2 separate regions of the Sus scrofa genome follow, and region 1 is linked to region 2. The links are chromatin contacts, called in public Hi-C maps. All regions are on one chromosome and are shown on one strand. The core of a region is the stretch at or near the end of the contact, and the rest is flanking DNA. Distances in the headings are between cores, read along the strand shown.

What was found. Hi-C and Micro-C count contacts between places; a contact is called where the count stands out from the background.
Region 1: a Hi-C map of retroperitoneal adipose tissue shows a contact between it and region 2, with 2.0 times the contacts expected there. The contact joins the enhancer-like site here to the promoter of CYP20A1 in region 2. A contact is called at or near these places in 4 of 47 Hi-C or Micro-C datasets (embryonic fibroblasts, heart right ventricle, liver and 1 more).

Annotation. Positions count from the first base shown.
Region 1 is chr15:107,084,735-107,089,376 of Sscrofa11.1, forward strand. No RefSeq gene overlaps it. Among named protein-coding and RNA genes, the nearest start is that of CD28, 41 kb to the right of the region's middle. Within about 2 kb of position 3,292, at least 29 of the 83 cell types and tissues checked have an H3K27ac peak or open chromatin away from gene starts, as enhancers often do. A contact at or near this core is called in liver and retroperitoneal adipose tissue, where this site is marked.
Region 2 is chr15:106,694,159-106,698,226 of Sscrofa11.1, forward strand. It overlaps CYP20A1 (cytochrome P450, family 20, subfamily A, polypeptide 1), which reads left to right and starts at 2,564. Exons shown (of 13, transcript NM_001315809.1): 1 at 2,564-2,755. The coding sequence starts at 2,684.

The DNA.
Region 1 (4,642 bases), core at 2,042-4,541, 390 kb after region 2:
CATCTCTGTTGGTATGTGTGTATTTATATAAATGACATAATATTTTTTGTACTTTGTTTTTTACTCAACAATCTGTTATGGAGATTTTCTTTCCTTTAATAAGTATCAAAATTCCTTTTAACAGCTACAGAGCTGCCCATTGTGTGGATCTACCAGAATTTAACTAATCCCCAAGTAATGGACATTAGATTGTTTCCAATTTATGATTATAATAAGCAAGGGCTGAGTTAACATTCATATTCATGTATCTTTATCTGTATCTGAAGAACTGGCCAGTAAAGTAGATAAGTTCCTAAAAGTCTGCTCCATGTCACTTGTTTGCTTTCCCAAAACTTTTCCTTCTAAATTTTACCCATTTTCATTGCTACCAACAGCATCAGAAACTATGGAAGCGGATCTTTCAGTTCAGTAACTTGAAAGTCTTTGAATATGCAGTATTAATATACATGAATTTGGCAAAGGGTGTGAAATGTTCTCACTGAATAGACTGAAACAGATGTGATATTAATGATTAGCAGGCAAAACAAGTCTTTCCAACTGTTTGCCAAGCTGTCAGAAAAAATTTTCTTCTTCCTCCACACTGTTACATGCAATACTTTGTATACACCTCTATTGCAACATATCATTTTGCCTTCTATCTTAGGTGTTTTTCTAATTAAAATGTGAGCTCCTTGAAGGCAGGCTCTGTTTTGTAAGGGTGCTAGGATCTGATAAACTGTGTCTGTCCCTCAGTAAACTCTGTGGATGGATAAACAAGCACAACATTTTCTATTTGCTTCTTTCTCATTTGGCGGCTTCCATCTCCCTCTTTTCTTTTGGCTTTTGAAAGAGAAGAGTAATATTTGCCCAGGGCAAACAGACTTGGAGTTTGGGAGGCAGCATTGTGTAATCGATGTTAAATCAGCCTCCTTTAACTTTTGGCTTTCTGATTTGTAGCTCTATAACCCTGGGCAAATTGTGAAACTCCTCTAAATCCTAATTTCCTTCTCTGTAAAATGAAGATAATAGGTTCAACTTCAAAAAGTAGAGATTAAAGGAGATCATGTTTTAAAACCTCTAGGATGGTGCCTGGTGTAACACTTGGTAAATAGTAGCTGTAATTATTATTTCCTCAAAGGAACAGATATACTAAAACAAAACAAAACAAAACAAAAACCCTATCTGTCAAACAAAATAAGATGTCATTGGCTATTTCGCCTTCCCCTCTAGTGGGCACACCAACTTCTAAACTGGAGGCAACCAGAAGCTAAACATTAATAGAGATTAGGTCTGAGACTCTTAGCAAAATCAGTCTGTCACATGTCTGTAGATAAAAATTGGGGGTTTTATTTTCAAAACTGAAAGAGGTGCTCAGAGTATTGAAATAAGAGAAGAATAGGATTGGGCCATGTAGGAATAACCAGAGAGTATTTTATTAGGTCTCTTGCCTAAAGTACCACATTATCCAACTACTGGGAATTTTTTTTTTTTTTTAATGTTAGAGTTGAACTATCGTGATCTTTGTTCTTTCCTAACCAGCAAATGACCTGTTGTAATGACAACCTTTGGTTTTCAGCAGGCTTGCCTAGTTACTATACTTGAGCATATATGCCTGAGCTAATTTTCCATTTAACTGCTGAGGCTTTAAAATGTGGAAACGCCTCGTGGGCCTCTTCATTAAAGTGTTGGCCTGGTTTCTGCTGCTGGAGACAGCTGAGAAAAATTCAGCATGTGTCATATTTTCAAGACTTTCTTCCCTCCACCTAAATTTCTTGTATATTAAGATGGGTGTAAACAATGAGTGCTCTTCTATAAATCAGTGGCAACAAAGATGGCAACATCTTCTGCACATAGTGAGTGTTGCAATTTTGGGTCAGAGACAACTCCCTTTGAAAAGGCAGAATTAAAAAAAAAAAAAAAAAGATGAGCAAAATATATACTTCAGGAGACCAAATGGAATATCCTCTTCTGTGGATGCAGAGATACACTCTCCCTCTTCCCCTAAGGAAGCCAGATCCTGCATCATTTTTTTCTGCTCACGACTCAGCAGAAACACAATGCTTCATTTTATAGAGGCTGATTACAACACAATGACAGCACTATAATTTCCTTCAGGGTGAAATACTTCACTTGGCTTTAGGCCAGCTGAGCTCAGTGTCACTTAGCACTTCTGCAACTTCTGACACAGGCAAATACCTTCACGTGGGTGCATGCTGTATTCCTTTAGGAAGCATTTTTTAAAACATTGTCACAGCAACTCATTCGAATCAGCAGTTGGGGTTTTGCACGTGACCAGATTTCTTTTCCCTGATGCGGACATTGGAATAGCCCATAAACCACTGAAAGTGACTGTGCCACCCACTTCTTCTGAGGCCAAAGCGGTCATGAAATGAGTTTGGTGTGCAGAGGACCTTTTGGTTCTTTCGTCAGAGGAAACCTATAATTGTAAAATTCCTCCTTGGTTCCATCGTTCACATAGACCTAAGGAGTGTTCCCTTGTCTTTTTCTGATTATGTGGGATGTGGTCAGTCTTGATGTTGTGTTGAAGAAGTTATAGACAGTTAAGTAAACATCTTAAGGAAAAAGCTAAGATCTAAAGCTAGGAACACTTCACATATTTGTCTATTAAGAAAAAAAAGATACTCCCCCCCTCCCCCGACAAAAAAAAGCCTCTTTCCTACCCCACCCCCAACACCTGTCTCCTTGTTATCACTGTGACTTTGCCCCAGGACACTGTCTCTACATAAAAGTTGGGTAATTCTTACTTCCTGAACGGGACCTACCTAACTGCTGGCACGTAATAGTCATCTCCCACATGGACAGGCCCAGTGGCTGCTGTGTGACGGGAGGGGACATATGAGAAGGGTGAGGGAAGGACAGCTGTGGAGCAGGTCTTTGATCCAACAGCAAAGCTAAGACCAGCCAATTAGACATCACATTCTCCTTTGGCAATCTGACCTGACAAGCGTGCCACAACTACTTCCAAAGACTTCCCTCTTTTTGGCTTAGATTGGGGGTGGGATGAGGATAGAAAATGAGAAGTCCAAAGGGGAAAATGACGTATTTGTTTCTTCACCTATTTATTGACTCCAAACAACAAACACTTACTACATGGTCTTTAGGGGATCAGGTGCTGTGCTCAGTGTTTCACATGCAATTTCTCTTAATTCTCACAATCCCATCAAGGAGATGAGTTTCAATCTTCATTTAGCAATGGAGAAAACTAAGCCTTTGGAGAGGTTGAGAAACTTGCCCAAGGTCACACAGATAAGAAGCAAAGCTGGGACAGTATCCTGCTCTGGGGACAAGCCTGTGCTCTTCACCACTGTGCTACACTGCCTCCCTGTGTTAGAACATCTTTAATCTTTTCTCCCCAGGATGGAGGAAGCTAAGCAGAAAAGAAACCTGTTAATTGGTAGATGTTTGGAAGGATGATTTCTTTGTCATTATATTGATGCTATAGTATTTATAGTAGAGTATGTCGAATTGTTACGTTTATATGAAACAGCGAGGAAACTTAAAGAGGCTTGAACAAAGTAATTCAAGCTGTTTGATTCTAACATGTGATTATAATGATCTCTTTCTGTTGGCCTCTGTCTGTCTGGCTTTCTGAAGTGATCTTTTGTTTTGCAGGAACAGTTGTTACTGAGCAATACCAGCTGCAAGGGAACAATTCCTGACATTACCTCCTCCCTGCTCTCCTCTTTCTTCCCTCCCCACAACCTCCGGTCCTGGCAAGTGCTATTATTTTGAATGGATATGATTGGCAGGGACGGGAAGCTCTCACATTTATTTCTGTGATACAACTTATTGAAGCAAAAGCTTACTCCAAAAGAGGCCCCAGCCCTGTATCAGGTTCAGACACAAACCTTCAGGGGAGAAAAGGGCTGCCAATACGATTTAGTTGGAAGATGGAAAACAGAGGGAAGAGGAACACTTTGGGAAATTTTGAGCTCTCTGATGTTCACAGTCTCCTCTTTTTGGCATCCTGAGAGATAGTTATGTCGCAGAGCACAAGCTGCAATAAAGAGAGTATCTAGGATCATATAATGTCTTCTGATGGAGATGTTAGATTTAGGGTTGGTCTAATTTACTTTGACTTTATTTCTGAAAATTGCCTCTGGGATGCAGAATCTGTCCTTAAATTAAAGCGTTCGCTTAATTTCATATTTCCTCTGAAGGAGTAGGTTCACATAACCAAAATCAGATAATCATAGATAACCCAAATCTGTATGTATCCCCAGGTCTTTTACAAAAGTATAAAGCCTTCTGTTGTATTGAAGGTTCTCAATCTTCTGTGTTTGTAGCATACTTTCAAGTGCTGGAATTGTTGGAAACACAAATGAAGGGCTTCAAAGAATCAAAACTATGCCACCATCTCAAGTATGATAAAACCGATCTCATGGTGTCCATAAAAATAACTAGAGCAGAGCACAGCTTGTGTGATTGCTTTTCGGTGCTCTGTCTAGGTTCAAGGACAGCTGTTTACTGCCCTGAACTTGATGTCTGATATGTTTGTGGAACAAACTGTTTACATGTTTCAGAAAATATACCGTCTTTCTTTGTGGCTGGTCCTGCTATTACTCTTTGCAAGATGAATCCTGGCATCTCAGTAACAGTATGTGTACTCAGTGGCAGCAGATATGATTTTTTTTCAAAATTT
Region 2 (4,068 bases), core at 1,314-3,813:
CAACTAGTCAGCCCTGCTTTCTTCTCAGCCTCAACATACTGATGCCTCTACTGGTGGAACCCAACTGGAGGGAAGCTTTAAAGGGGCCCTGGTGGTATAGCCTGCAGAAATTAGCTCCAGGGGTCACAAAATAGGACAAAGAATGGCAGAGAGTGGATCTGAGAATATGAGGGGAGGGTCCACCTCTGACAGGGAAGCCCTACCCAAAATGTGGATATTTATAGTGTATCAGAAACGTAATCCTTCAAAGTTAGGATTAAAATTTTAGATGTCAATACAAAAATGTGTGAAAGTATACACGTGGTTTTACAAAATATTTTAGAGGGTATCTGGGCAAAAGTCTGAAGAACACAAGAACAGGAGGTAGTTGCATAGTTTTAGAGACTCAATCTCTAAAGTATTTTGCCCTGTTCACTGTCTGTAATCTTTGTCTCTTTTTCACAGACCCTTAAATTTTAGAGGTCTCTGGCCATGAGTCAATTTAAGACTAAAAGGGGAGTCCAGTTATCTCAGAGGACTGCCTATAGCTACTGTTATACAACTGTGTTACACATTTAAAAATCTGATGTTCATTCCCTTTTTTTTTTTTTTTTGTCTTATTTTAGGGCCGCACCCATGGCATATGGAGGTTCCCAGGCTAGGGGTCTAATTGGAGCTGTAGCCACTGGCCTATGCCACAGCCACAGCAACCCGGGATCCAAGCCGCATCTGCAACCTATATCATAGCTCACAGCAACACCAGCTCCTTAACCGGCCAGGGATTGAACCTACAACCTCGTGGTTACTAGTCAGGTTCGTTAACTACTGAGCCGAAACGGGAACTCTTAATGTTCACTGTCTTGAAAATCTACTTGAAACATGATTCCGATGGGAAATGTGCCTTTAAAATTCAGAACAGGAGACTTAAAAATGAACTTTTGGGAGTTCCTGTTGTGGCTCAGTGGAAACGAATCTGACTAGTATCCATGTGAACAAGGGTTAGATCCCTGGACTCATGCAAAGATCTGGCGTTGCCATGAGCTGTGGTGTAGGTTACAGACTTGGCTCGGATCTGGTGTTGCTGTGGTTGTGGTGTAGGCCAGCAGCTGCAGCTCCAATTCGACCCCTAGACTGGGAACTTCCATATGGGGTGGATGCAGCCCTAAAAAGCCAAAAAAGGAGATATGTTCCATGTTTATGTAATAAGTCATTTACCATAGAAGTTCTAAAATGCAACCTTCAGGAGTTCCCTGGTGACTTAGTGGGTTAAGGATCTGGCATTGTCACTGCTGTGGCAATGATTCCATCCATGGTCCAGAAACTTCTATGTGCCAGGGGAGCAGTAAAAAATGACACACACAAACACACACAAAACTGCAAAATGAAATCTGTAATGATTTCTCTTGCTGAACTGCTGCCTCCGTGTGACTTTAAATCTATAAAATCTATAATCTAAATTAAATCTATAAAATCTATTAATACTTTTAGGACATTTCCACTAAGTGGACACCAGTAAGTAGCAGGCCTTGAGTTATGTTATCCATGTCAAAACTTGGAGTCCCTTGAGACAGAAGAGGGATCCTAGGATATTTTTATGCTCTAGAAAATAGCCTAGGATTTTTGCTGTTGTTTGCAAAAGATATTGCACTATTCGTCATTTTTTTTTTTTTTTTTTGTCTTTTTGCCATTTCTTGGGCCATACCCGCGACATATGGAGGTTCCCAGGCTAGGGGTCTAATCGGAGCTGTAGCTGCCAGCCTACGCCAGAGCCACAGCAACGCGGGGATCCGAGCCGAGTCTGCAGCCTACACCACAGCTCATGGCAATGCCAGATCCTTAACCCACTGAGCAAGGCCAGGGATCGAACCTGCAACCTCATGGTTCCTAGTCGGATTCGTTAACCATTGAGCCACGACGGGAACTCCCGTCATTTGTTTTTTGATCTAAAAAAACAGTGAAACTTTTTGACACGCCCACCAGAAAAAACACATTCAAATAACATGGAAGAAAATGTCTCTGAATGTCTTTTTTCTATTTAACCGTCTTACACAGTTTATCTAACTGGCAATTCTGTAAACATAGGAGCTGTGCTAAATACTTTTCATAAAATATAAAATATCTAACTTAATCGTGTTTGACTCTAAGACGTTTCCATCAGTTTGGCTTAGGTCAGTGGTTCTCAATGCGTTTAATAGCGGTATTAAACCACAGATTGCTGTACCCCTCTCCCTCCCGCAGTGTCCGATTCTCTAGGTCTGTGATGGGATGGAGAATCTGCATTTTTACAAGTTCCCCAGTGATGCTGCCACTGGTGGTCCAGGGACCCCAGTATGAGAACGACGGGTTTAGTGGTTTTAATCAACCTTAAATTCTTAAACCTTAAAGTGCTGGTCGTGGAAGGGTGACGAGAAGTCCTAACGTTTTCTAGAAGCGGAGGTTCCCCTTCCCCAAGCAACCCCTTCCCGAGGTCGTGGGCGTGTCCTGGAGTCGTGCCCACTGGAACTCCGCCCCTGGGCGTGGCTCCGGCCCCCGGGCCGCTCCCGGGCGCCCAGTGGCCTCCTCGCCAGGCCCTGCGGGCCACGCCCTCAGCGGCCCTGGCGTTCGCACGTCCGGCGGGCCCTCCTCCCATTCCTCGGGTCTGGCCAGGCTGAGGCGCTGCTGTTCGGGCCGGGAAACCGAGACGTGGCTCCCGGGCGGAGGAACCATGTTGGACTTCGCGATCTTCGCGGTTACCTTCCTGCTGGCGTTGGTGGGAGCGGTGCTCTACCTCTACCCGGTAACGGCCGTCTCGGCCCTCACTGCCTTTCCCACATCCACGTCGCTCAGCCCGCAGCGGGCCGCAAGGGGCGGGCCCGAGGGAGGGCTTCCGCTCCCGCTCCCGCTCCCGCTCCGTCCACCACCGGCCCCGCGCGGGCCCCGTTTCCGAAGCACGTGATGCTTCGCAGGCGCGCGCTGCCCGCGTTGAGGATCAACCCGCGCGAGCGGTACGACCACCCTCAGAGGCAGAAACAGGCGTGCGGGCGGCTCAGATCTCTGCGCCCAGCATCGCCGCGTCATTCTTGGGGGGCAGGTCTGAAGTGCCCTGCTGGCTTTCGGTCGGTAACTCTGCCAACCCCAATTCCATTTTCTAGTGAGCCTGGGAGGAAACCAGGCTGCTTCACTCCTTTCTCCTTTCCGGAGGATTCCCCAAGTATTTCTTTCCTTGTGTCTTTCTGTTTGTCATTCCTGGAATCCAAATTCCTTTAGGGTGCAGATCGGGTCTTTCTCCTTGCAAGGCCTCACAGGCTACGGGGGTCCTGGAAATAGCTCTGAGCAGGGAGTTAACTGTGAGCTTCACTTGACTCTGAATCTGTTTTTTATCTCTTGGTCTCCTAGCCTTCTTGTCAACCTCGGAAGATGGTTCTGAAAACAAAATCATCTACAATGCAAGGTGGTGATTGTAGGAGAAGTTGTAAAGCAGCAGGACAGAGCCAAATATATCACTGACAATGACAGAACACCTCACATTATTTTCAGAGGTGGTAAATGGATTAGTTTGGAGTATTGCAACTAGACAATCTGAAACTTTCAGTGTATCTTTTTTTTTTTTCTGAAAAGTTAAAAATTCAGTTAACTCCAGATCTTGAATTTTTGACACTCTTCTAGTGACACTATTTGACCCTATTCTAGAAAGGGAAAACAGACAATATAAGCAAATAACATAGAGTTTGTTAGTGTTAAGTATTAGGGAGCTAAATAAATTTGGAAGTAGGTGCCATTGTAATTTTAGATGGTCAAGAGATAAGGAGAAATTTGAGCAGAGACCTGAAGGAGATGAAGGATCAGGCCACTCAGGTATCTGAGAAGCCATTTCAGGCAAAGAGAGCAAGTGCAGATCTTTAGGGGAAACATGTCTGGTGTGTTCCGGGAACACAAGGAGAGGGGTGTGGCTGGAGTGGAAGAGACTACCCAGAAGAATCAGGGATGAAGATGGGCAGTTTTTAGTTTAGGCCATTTTGTGGACTTGCCTTTACAGAAGAGTGGCATTTTAAATGTAAAGGAATTAAAATATAATTTTATTAAAGTTTAAAAGAATCATTTTGGCTGCCA